Linked DNA regions of Mus musculus: region 1 is linked to region 2. Evidence: chromatin contacts called from public Hi-C data. All regions are on one chromosome and are shown on one strand. The core of a region is the stretch at or near the end of the contact, and the rest is flanking DNA. Distances in the headings are between cores, read along the strand shown. Region 1 overlaps Slc30a7 (solute carrier family 30 (zinc transporter), member 7). Region 2 has its middle 29 kb from the start of A930005H10Rik.

Region 1 (6,084 bases), core at 28-2,527, 110 kb after region 2:
GGTACTCATAGGTTTAAAAACTTTCTGAAATGTCTACTTAAAAAAATCAGCAGATCAACACTTACCTTGTTATGTGAGTCAACTTTCCATACTATTACAAATACACCGAGCTACCAAACTATAAAGAGAAATGGTTTCTCTGGCTCAGTTGTCACAGGCAGTCATTATTTTCAGGCCCATGGCAGGGCACTTCATGACAGACTAGGAATGACAGTGCAGATTCACTTCATAGAGCCAACAAGCAAACACAAGAGAAGGGGCCAGAGTCTCACTACTTCCTTCGGGGACATACCCCAGTGACCTGAGGACCTTCACCAGGCTGTACCTGGTTCCACCATCTCCCAATTGTGCTCCAATCAAGACCAAGCCTTTACTACACGGGCCTTTCTCCGGGTGACACTTCAGGTCCAGGGCACTTTTTTTTTTCATGTTGTGTATGTGTGTGTGCATGGGTGTGTAGGTATGCAGCTCTATCCATGTGACACCTGACTTTAGGACAGAAGAAACAATACGATGTGTCTGTTGCTGAAAGGGAAACGGATTACTGAGACGCTCACATGGGAAGACCGCACCGCACCGCACAGCACTCGTCTCTTCAGTCTGAATCAGTTTACATCCGTGGCCCAGTACTTCCCTCAGCAGAGAACAAGCCCTTAAAGAGGAGGCAAAGTGACTGACTCCGAACCTACAAACTGCTTGTGTCTTCAGGTACTAATCAGCTGTTTGAAAAACAACATTTCCCCCAGGAAAAACTGCAAGAGGAGTGGGCTCCAGGTGGACTTGTGACATTCACACAGCGTTAACTTCTGACGGTAAGCAACGGCATCAAAGCCACCAATGTTCTTTAAGGGAAACTTAGTGAGCGTCAAGTGAAAACAAACCTCACTCCCGTTCTGTGATCCTAAGAACCAAAACCCCATCTGCCCTCCCTGGCTAGGAAACAACCGTGTCCTCAAGCAGCTAACGCATACTTAACATTGCATACACTAACCATTGAGGGGTATTTATGACCCGTCTCTGTCTCTCCCTCCTGTGTGCATGCATGTGTGTGTGTGCGTGTGTGTGTGCGTGTGTGTGTGTGTGTGTGCGTGTGTGTGTGTGTGTGTGTGTGTGTGTAAGGGAAAATGGGTAAGATTGGAGTTTGCTGAAGTAACCAATTTCTATGGTTTATAGACAAAGGCAAAAACTGACTGAATTAGTGTTCTGTCCTTAGAGTGTAAAAGGTGATCCAGTAAAACCACTGCACGCTTGTTCCACGGTAGCATTACGTCATAGACTCTGTTCTGTCAGCGTTCTCGAGTCAATGCTATTGAATTCTTTCAATATTTGTAGAGATCCTCTCTGCCTGCATCTCCTAACTCAGGTTCTTCATAGGAACCACTAAACACACATGACCAGAGTGAGGGCCTCTTAGCTCCTCGAGGACAGCACAGGCCCAGCACTTTCTAGATGCACCGGTGAGAAATGCTTAGTACCTGTAAATAGGTGCCTTGTGTGCCCCAGAAAGCTAGTTAGAAAATGGTGTTAAATTGACCAGTCACTGTAACTCTGGGGCAACAGTGTCCAATTCGTTCAGTCTCACAAACTGAAAACGTATACAAGCAGGAGATAAAATTCTGAGAGATTGTTTTCTTGTGCCTCACACGGCCCAAAGAATAGTAAACGTAGCCACTTGAAAGGCAAACCACAACGGAAATTGTTAGGGAACGCCTAAAAACATTTCTGAAAAAGATAAAATGCCTACAATCTCTTATATATGACTATATGGAGATAGAGTAGTTTCCTATGTGTGATTTTTGGTCATTATAAAGCACAAATAATTGGAATCAATTATAGTTTGCCAAAGTTGGCGTCCTGGTCAAATCATGAACATCTGAAGAGTGACTTGTCAGTCGCTTTATAGAATGCCACCTGCAGAGCTTGTTTTCGTCATGCATGGCCTTCTAGCTCTTACCTCTAATCACACCCGGTGCTTGTCATTGCTCAACCCTCTAAATCTGCCTTGAAAATGAGTATTTCCCTCAGTATGATAAAAAATAAATGTATTATTTAAAACTTCTTATACAAAACAGGAGGACATTCTTTTATGTACATCTACATGACTGTTTTTGTTTTTCATAAGTACAAAATACAAGAAGGATGAGGACTGGAAGACTTCACAAACAGATAATAGTAATAAAGAAGTCTAGGAGGCTTCAGAAGCTGCCTGAGACAACGCGCACTGCTGTGTCCTCCCGGGTCCTCCCACCGAGCGTGGCGCTGGCTCCCTTTTATTCAAGTGGTGAACACAATCGCACTAAGTCAATGGGATCATTTAGAGCTTGCAGTGACACATCCAATTTCCTCCGCTTTCTACTTCCTTCCAATGCCAGCTTTCTCGTGGGAGGAGAAGGGGGCGACCCACTGTAAACTGCACCCGAGATCCATTTCCGGGAACTAATATTCTCTCTCTGCAGCTTCCACTCCGGCTCCTCACTGAGAAACAAAAGTCACCACAGTACAAACCAGTGTTGCCCAGAAATTCTCACTCCCCATTGCTTGGGGCCAGAAAATGTTGGGAGAAAACCAACTGTGGGAAGTGACCTCCACTGTCAAAGGGAAAACTGAGTCTGTCTAGATGAGAAAGGACAGAGCAGGTTTCCACAACACACTTTACCTGGACAATACGGCACAGAAAACATGGAGAGATTGGAAAGAAAAATGCTTTTTAGTTTTTCTTGCTGTATAACCCAGGCTGGTCTCAGAGTGGAAGTCTGCTCCCTCAGCCTCCCAGGTGCTAGGACCATGGCGCCTGTCACCATGCCCAGAGTCTACAGGCTCAATAATATACCAGAAGGTCAGTCTTGTGAGTGGAGTGGAACCCCATCTATGCCCCTACTGATGAGCATGGCGTTCCTTATAAAAGCACAGGTTTTACAGGAAAGGCAATACTGAGTTGGTACTTGAGATAAGGTTTAAGATTTCTCAGGTAGACTTATGGGAGATGGGGGCAGGGGGCTGGCTCCTCACTTTTCTTTCTACTTTTACCTCACTGTTCACTCCAATGCACACACACCTCCCAACCGTTTGAGTATCAGAGGCACATTCTTGGTCAATGAAGAGCTGAGCACTTGGCCTTTTTTGATCTGCCACCTCTATCGCTTTCTCTCTTTACTCCTGGTTTAGGTATCCATGTAGAGCACCCATCCTTTAGTCACTATACAATGCTCTTTTCTTCCACCTCACTGATTATAACTCAGACCTTAGATGTCAATTTTAAGCATATCACATCTATTTTTATTTTATGTGTATGAGTGCCCTACCTGCATACCTGCATGTAAGCACCTGAGTGTGTGTGTGTGTGTGTGTGTGTGTGTGTGTGTGTGCGCACGCGCATGTGTGTGCAGAGTATAATTTGTGCTGGCTAACAACTCCTAAGCAGGGGGCTCATCAGTTAATTTCCCTCTCTTATAATCCCTGCCTTGCTCCCTGTCACAGTAGCACTCATCTGGCAAGACTGCACATCTAGTAAACCCAATTCTTTTTACCACTGTATAACATTTACCAAGCAGCTAAGCAAGACACGAGGAAACACACACCCATATTAGTTGTTTTTATACTAAACTCATGACCACAAACCTCAAAGTGGGTCCTGGGTGCTGCCCGGCAATCATGCTTTCCACTTTACAGTGAAAGGCTCTGAAGGGGGTTGACTGCGGCTCTGCCCCCTCCCCCGACTGTCTCTCGATGCTCTTTGACCAGGTTTTCCTTCTCACCACCCTCCCCAGTGTCTGCTGTAAGTGACCAATCATCGAAGAGCATTTGCTGGGTTGTTCATTCCTTCCTGTTGGAGAGCTTTCTTTGGAGGGCCTCAAGTGTGTTCATGGCTCTCCTGTCTTGCTGCACCGTGCTGTGCGTGTCCTATTATCTCCTCTGATACCTATATGCTTTACTGACTCCCCAGTGGGGGTAAGGGATTGGCTATGTGATCAACCCAGCCCAGTAGGTACCACAGGGTTTGCTGAATGAATGACCTTCAGATACACTGTAGTTATTCACTGTCTCAAAGAGGTAAGATTTTAATAGCTGCATCATACATTTCAATAACTAATTGTATTATAATCAGATTGCCTCCATTTCTCAATATGTCAAGTATACGGAAACTAAAGGGTTTTGGGAATTGAACAGTAGGTCATAAGAATAAAAAGGAGTTGCACTTATGATAACTGACTGAGGCTGCTCAATGTACCATATTAAAAAGGGAGCTGCGGCTAAGCCAGTTTCTGCAGGACAGAGCCACAGACTATGGGATACTTCCAAGGAGAAGGAAGGAGTGGCGAGGTGGCACTGCGTCAGCTGACCGCTAGACTGTGACTTTATCCAGCTCTGTGTTAGCTGAGTGATGACAGTAATGCCGTATCTACACACCCACCGCCTACTGGGAACCTCCACATGAGTACATAACATAGCATCTGAGGCCAGCAGTGCGCAGAACACATCTGCTCATCTACAGTGCCTTCAAACGGGAGGGAAGTACCAGTCCTCTCTCAGTGAGAACACCATCCGTCCTGGGTGAGAGCTTTAGGCATTGCCATGGCTCCCTGTCACTCGGCCCTGACCCACACATTCACAGCCATGAGCAAATCTCATCAGGTCTACCCCATTTTCTGGCTTTATTCAAGTCTCTCCATTGCTGGATTGGACCTAGCTACTATGGCCTCTCCCTTGGTCCATTATGGAATCTTCTAGATGCTTTACTTGTTTAAACTTGTACCTCTGCGTTAAGATAGCTTCTTTCTTTTTATCTTTCTTCCTTTCTTTTATTTTACTCAATTTATTTATTAGAATCAGGGTCTTACTATGTAGCTCTGTGTAGCTTAGTACTTGCTATGTAAACCAAGTTGACCTCAAACTCACAGAAATCTGCTTGCTTCTGCCTCTTACGTGCTGGGATTACAGGTACCACCATGCCCAGTTAAAAACTATTTTTAAAAAATCAAATCAGGCTGGGCAGTGGTGGCACATGCCTTTAATCCCAGCACTTGGGAGACAGAGGCAGGTGGATTTCTGAGTTCAAGGCCAGCGTGGTCTACAGAGTGAGTTCCAAGATATCCAGGGCCACACAGAGAAACCCTGTCTCGGGAAAAAAAAAAAAAAAACCAACAACAACAAAAAAACAACCAACAACAACAATAACAAAAAACAACAACAAAATCAAATCAGGAGGTTGGAAAGATGGCTTTGTGGCCAAGAGCACTTATTGCTCAGTTCCCAGCATCCATCTGGTGGCTCACGCTATCTTAAAATTCCAGTTCCAGGAGGTCCAACAAACTCTTTAGACCTCAACAAGGCACTAGGCATACATGCAGGTAAAACATGATGTGGTACTCAGGCATACATACAGGTAAAACATGGTACACAAATATACATGCTGGTAAAACACTCACTTACATAAAATAAAATAAAGTTTAAAAATACGAATCAGGGTAGGAGGATATAGACGAGTGGCAGTGCCTGCCAAGCACGCCCAGGCTTTGGCATGGTCCCCAGCACCGCAAACAAAATATATAGACCAAGGGTCACTCTACGATGGTTTCCCACTGCACATGAAATTAAATCCAACATCCAAGTCCTGTAATTTTCCCTGGTATATTTCTTCAATTTCACCCAAACCACTCTTCTCTTCCTCCCTGTGCCTCAGCCACGCTGGCCCCCTTTAGGACAGCTGGGTTGTTTCGGTTTTTTTTTTTTTTTAAACCAACTGGTCCCTAGGCTGGAAAGCTCTCAGTGACTAATAGTTAGGTCTGCAGACTTCCCTTATCATTCAGTCTCAGCTGACAGCTCAGTGACCAGCATCAAGTCTTACCTTAGCTCTGCATAATATAAATAATCATATCAGAGGCAACATTCATTTATTGATTTGATTATCTCTCTCCTATGGTAAGATAAAATCAAAATAGTAGGGATCTTAGAGCCAAAAGAAGCTACTTGTGGAAGATGGTATATAATTTTTAAAAAATGTATTAGACATTGTGGCAAGATAAATTCATTGTGTGCGCATGAATTTATCTATTATTTATTTTTTGTTTGTATAAGAAATGAGTA
Region 2 (5,827 bases), core at 1,910-4,409:
AAGAAGCTTGGCAGCTCTCCTCCGCACAGAAGTCTAAAGCAGAAAACGTATTTGGGGACAGATGGACTGACGGCAGCTATGGACAAAGTGATGCCCTGAGTGGTTTCCAAGTGGCTCAACAACTGACTGTTATATTTTAACAAAGACTTGAAAATGGACAACATTCCCAGGGCAAGAAAGATTTCTAAACATTTTCTTCTGAATTTGTAATGGTTGCTTTTTTTATTTTTTATTTTTGGCTCCTATCATTTATTCATTCATGTTTCTGAATACAGCTTGAAATAAAAAGTCTACTGATACTTATGAATGAATTTCCTTTGCTTTTATTACCTAATGGTTATCAAGAAATTGCAGGCAAGGATTTTTGAAATCTGACTTCAGTACAAATTGAGAGTAACTAGCATCTGTCTTTAACTACCAGGCTGTTTCATTATATATCAAAAGGCATCATGAAGTTATTATAAAAAGGATTGTAATTAAAACTGCAACTAATTTGGGGTGAAAAACTTGAAGTAAAAATAAGAATAACTTATTGACACTTCAGAGTACATTTTAAAAACATAATTCAAGATATGCAATGCTGTCTAGGCTTTTAGATCTATTTTATTCATGCTAATTTAATATTTATCATTTAAAACTCATATGTAAATCCTACATTGCTGGATTCCAACACCAGCCAAAAATCTCAATGGAGTGGCCAGCTTCTGGAATGCAGCTTGTTTGAATGCATGTGCAAGCTCATTTGTCAGCGGGTATGCTCAGCTACTGTCCCAGCTTCCTCAGAAAAGTATCCTTATGAGTAAGGACGACTGTGAAACGGGACCTAAAAATGTTTACTCAGAGTAGAAACTTGGTAAAGGTGACTGCAGCACACTGAACATCTTTACAGACTGCCTGCCCAGTCTAGGAGCCTTTTCTTTTAGTCAACACTTTCCCACCGTGAGAAGGAGCTCTCATTAACGACCAAATTGTTTTCAGAGGCTGTGGGGTAAGGAGTTTCCTTAGAAACCATTTGGTAAGAACTGTGGCTTTCTTCCTTAGAAATCTCGAGCCCTGAAAAGGCAGATTTGCTGGCATAAATCAAACCCAATTTCTAGGGTTCACTAAACCCTTTCTCCTCAAAATAGGGTTTTGTGACTTGATCTTAGCTGTTAATAGTACACGCTGCAAGCTGGTGTGAACCAGTTTTAAGTGAATTTTGTCCAATTTCGTTTGTCATTCAGTGCAAATCACTTCCAGGGTTTGTTGTACCTGATGAAGGCTGACATGTAACAACGAGTGAGAAAGATACTCCATTTTTGCTGGGTGTCAAAATCTGTAATTTTCTTTTTTTCTACCAAGTTTACTCAAGCGGATCTTTGTATCATTAGGACAGTGCCAATCTACACTGATTTCAGAGTTCTTGCTTGTAAACATACTAGTTGAATGAGCTTGGAAAATAGACATTTCTGTGTTTTAAAAAATGTAGTTGTTTCACAAATCTGGACGGAAATCGTTTTGCTACTACGGCTTCACATCGTTGTCCAGTTTGCACGAGCTCTCTTGCACTTGTCAATAGTGTGACCTATCTCCTGAACAAACCTTATGCCCATTTCACTCTATGCAACATCCCATTCATTCATTCATTCAATACAATTTTACTGAGCATCAATTATTCTGAATATAATGAATAATTATTAATTATTCATTAATAGTTTTCTGTACTAGATCCAGGAAAGAAGATGAGCCGTCTCCCGTCCTAATGGGGCTGATGGTCAAACATGAATTCTTGCTCCGTTCTGACATCCTCAGACAGAAGCAGCACCATTCTCACAGTTGCCATCTGTCATCCGTCCAACTGCCCATCAAGTACACACCGGGCAGCTGCTACATCACCCCCTACCTATGTCTAAATCTCAGTCCCTTGACTGACATGAATTCGGAAGTAATCGCACATCTGTCAGTACTTTCCATGGGTCCTGGAATGTAACAGGCACAAAGTAGATGTTTGTTGGATTTGAGATTGAACGGCTAATAGAACGGGTGCTCTGACACCGGAGTCAGAGCAATAATACACCAAAGTCTTAGGAAAATACCAGCGGTCTTTTACTGAAACTTTCTGCCAAACACTTTAGAGAGGTGAAAGTCAGAAACCCCGAGAAACTGTCGAGCTGTTCTAAGAACTCTAGCGACCACAGACCCCGTCGCATCACTAGGCAACTCTTCCTTTCCTAAAACCGAACTATTGGTAATCTTACAGAATCATCTCCACTCAGAATATAATTCAGGGTAGAGACCGTTCTCCTTAGTTGGTTAAGAGGGGGCACTGTGGCATTTTGTTTCAGGGCTCCTTGAATTTTAGGAGGGAGTCTTTGCTTCTGAAGTCATTTCATTGGACACAAATTTCAAAATCTCTACCGTAGCCTAAGGCCCTGCACACTTGGCCGCCTTGCCCTCACCTCTCTTGTTTTATCCCTCACTACTCCTGCTTTTCTCCTGTCCCTGCCCCCTCCATCCCCATCCCCATTATCTATGCTGGTGTGCTTCAGAGCTTTGCCTTAGGATGCTGGCTCTATCGCTGCTGCTTCGTCTCCTCTCAAGGTTCATCCCTTCCAGTCACCCAGTCTTCTGCCCCAGTGTTATCCCCTGTACACATGTTTTCTCATCCATTAATTTATTCACTCACTTTACATGCTGATCTCAACCCCCTCCTCCTAGTCCCTCCTCAGACAGACTCCCCCCCCCCCACAATACCTCCTCTTCTCTCTCCTCTGAAAAGGACCCCCTGGATATCACCCCACCCTGGCACATCAAGTCACTGCAGGAGGCCAGACAAGGTAGCCAGCCCAATTAGGGGAACAGGATCCACAGACAGGCAACAGATTCGGGGGCAGTCCCTCTCCAGTTGTTGGGGGACTCACATGAATACCACATTGCATATCTGCTTCATGTGCGTGGGGGGGGAGGGGTCCTAGGTCTGAGAGGACTAAGTTAGCTAGAGCAGAGGTGACTCCACGACAGGCGGCAAACTGGCAATTTTGGAGGCTAGGCCTAAGTTTCTGTTTCCCAGAAATGAGAATCGGAATCCAAGAATCCATAGTCAGCCAACCACAGCAGTGTGCAGCCAATCCAAGGGCACCTTTTCATCTGGCCTGAAGTAAGAATAGGTAGCTAGAATGAGTAAACCACCCCCTGGGAAGTCTCCTGAGCCCAACCAGTTATAAAATCAGTCAAACCCTTAGGGATAGTGCTAACCAATCAAGGCAAAAGGGCACACGCCCCTCCCTGGAATTCCCCTGACAATAAAAGCTGGGCCTGCTAGTCCACCAAGGCTCTCAATTCCCAAGTGGGGAAACCCACACATGCATGCAGGAAATTCTGCTGAATAAACTCTTTGCTTTTGCATACTATTTGAGTTTGGGGTATTATTCTCCTATGATCTCGAACCCTAACAGGTCCAGCCCACGCATACTCCCTAGTTGGTGGCTCAATCTCTGGGAGCCCCCAAGGTCCAGGTTAGTTGACTCTGTTGGTCTTCTTATGGAGTCCCTACCCTCTTCAGATTCCTCAATCCTTCCCCCAACTCTTCCACAAGACTTCCTGAGCTCTGTCTAATGTTTGGTTGTGGGACTCTGGATCTGTTTTGGTCAGCTGCTGGGTGGAGGCTCTCAGAGGACAGTTATGCTAGGCTCCTGTCTGCAAGCATAACAGAGTATCATTAATAGTGTCAGGGATTGGTTAACAATCTGGTATACAGAAGTGAAGTGCAGGGAATTGTCTGGTTGCAAAGTGGTCTCCATAGATTAAATTGTAAGATTGTTATCTTAGCTGTTAGATATCTTAATTTCTTAGTTAAAATGTGATTAATATGTAAATATTTTGCGTATTTATTATTTATTTAGTGTGTCTATATGAGGGAAGAGAGGCATGTGTGTCCTTTGACTGATGAAAGTCAGAGGACAATGTGCAGTGGCCACTTCTCTCCTCCCACCTTATGGGTCCCAGGGATTAAACTCAGTGGCCAGGCATGATGGCAAGTACCTTTGCCTTGCTGAACTATCTCACTGACCTTACTTAATTTTACCTAAACAAATTACTATACCACAAGTCTTCCCCTCACAAACCACTCATATGTATACACACTTATGTGGTGGCACATGCCTTTAATCCCAGGATTTGGGATTAAACTCTGTCTCGAAAAAACAAACAACAACAACAACAACAACAACAACAAAAAGATCTGGGTTTGTGACTGCTATTCTTTTTTTCTTGAAAGAGCGTCTCTCTATTATTAGTCCTGGTGCTTGCTATGTAGAGCAGGCTGGCCTCAAACTCACAGAGATCCTTGTGCCTATACTTCCCAAGTGCTGGGATTAAAGGCATGTATCATGCCTGCTAACCTCCTTTCTTTTCTTTTTCTTTTTTCTTTTTTTTTTTTTTTTTTTTTTTTTGGTTTTTTGAGACAGGGTTTCTCTGTGTAGTCCTGGCTGTCCTGGAACTCACTCTGTAGACCAGGCTGGCCTCGAACTCAGAAATCTGCCTGCCTTTGCCTCCCAAGTGCTGGGATTAAAGGCGTGCATCACCACCACCTGGCTTGTGTCAACTTGACTACATCTGGAGTTAACTAAAATCCCAAAATGGAGAACACACCTGGGAAGTATTTTTGCTTCATTTAAAGTACAGAGACCCACTTCTAATCTGACTCTCTGAGGTAGGAAGACACACCTTTAATCCAGATCTTTCTGAGCTGAGAGAAGACATGCCTCTTGAGGCTGGAAGCCGATGGGGCATGGAAGGAGGTAGGATTTGCTCTTTGCCTGCTTATTCTCACTCTTGCTAGCAAGTCCATTCCTTCTCTGGCATTAGAGCCTACTTCTTCAGGATCCCAGTACATACTGAAGTCTAGCCTAGTGGGCTCAGCAACTTCTGACTCTTAGATTCAGATTCTTATTTCCTGTTATAGCTAGCTACTGTTGTATTAGCTGTAAGTCATTCTAAAAGATACCCTTTATATACATACATACATACATACATACATACATACATACATACATATGCAAAGTAACTTTTATTTGCCAGATGTAATTGTCATCTCAGAGGCTTACTGCTAGATGAGCTCAGTCTTTCTAGTTCTTTCTGAACTCTGGCTGGCTGACTCAACTCAGCTGTTCTGGCTCAAACTCCTCTCCAAGCTGACCTGCATTGCACAACCTGCATAAACTGAACAGAACTCAGGAACAAACTCAGCTGCACTGCACTGATTGCACTGCATGAACGGGTTCACCTCTCTCTCTCTCTCTCTCTCTCTCTCTCTCTCTCTGTGTGTGTGTGTGTGTGTGTGTGTGTGTGTGTGTGTGTGTGTGTGTCTGCACTGCTCTTAAGTATACTCTCCTTCCTGTCTGTTCTCCTGAGAGTTGGGCATATCCTACCTCTGACTCATTCTGTCAAATCTTTCTCTGACTCATCACTCTGTCTACCCATCAATTAGAAATCACTTTCAAATGTGGCTGCTTCCTTCCACAAATTAACTTTACCTTCATAGATTGGGGATTAAAGGTGTGTACTAAGGGCATGTTTGTATTGCAGCCAGAGGGATTAAAGGTGTGTCATGTGTCTGCATTCCAGCCAGATCTCACAGTCTTTGGATGTGATCCCTTGCCAGAGCAGCCATGTTGCTGGATTCAAACTCATATACTTACATACATACATAATACATAAATATACACACATAGACAGACAGACATTTACTCTATAAGTTCTGTTACTCCAGAAAATCCTGACTAATTGACCAATTCAGGGCTAAAGCACACTTCTTGGCTTTGAACCTTGTGAACCTTTCATTCCAGGT

Evidence for each region. Hi-C and Micro-C count contacts between places; a contact is called where the count stands out from the background.
Region 1: a contact with region 2 is called in a Hi-C map of CD8 T cells, with 4 times the contacts expected there. The contact joins two enhancer-like sites. A contact is called at or near these places in 2 of 39 promoter capture datasets (hippocampal neurons and liver), 1 of 484 Hi-C or Micro-C datasets (CD8 T cells) and 3 of 115 datasets of contacts at active chromatin or transcription factors (CD8 T cells and astrocytes).

Annotation. Positions count from the first base shown.
Region 1 is chr3:115,970,769-115,976,852 of GRCm38.p6, forward strand. All of the region lies in intron 8 of Slc30a7 (solute carrier family 30 (zinc transporter), member 7), which reads right to left. Among named protein-coding and RNA genes, the nearest start is that of Mir669n, 6.1 kb to the right of the region's middle. Within about 2 kb of position 1,278, at least 23 of the 459 cell types and tissues checked have an H3K27ac peak or open chromatin away from gene starts, as enhancers often do. A contact at or near this core is called in CD8 T cells, where this site is marked.
Region 2 is chr3:115,855,797-115,861,623 of GRCm38.p6, forward strand. No RefSeq gene overlaps it. Among named protein-coding and RNA genes, the nearest start is that of A930005H10Rik, 29 kb to the right of the region's middle. Within about 2 kb of position 3,160, at least 27 of the 459 cell types and tissues checked have an H3K27ac peak or open chromatin away from gene starts, as enhancers often do. A contact at or near this core is called in CD8 T cells, where this site is marked.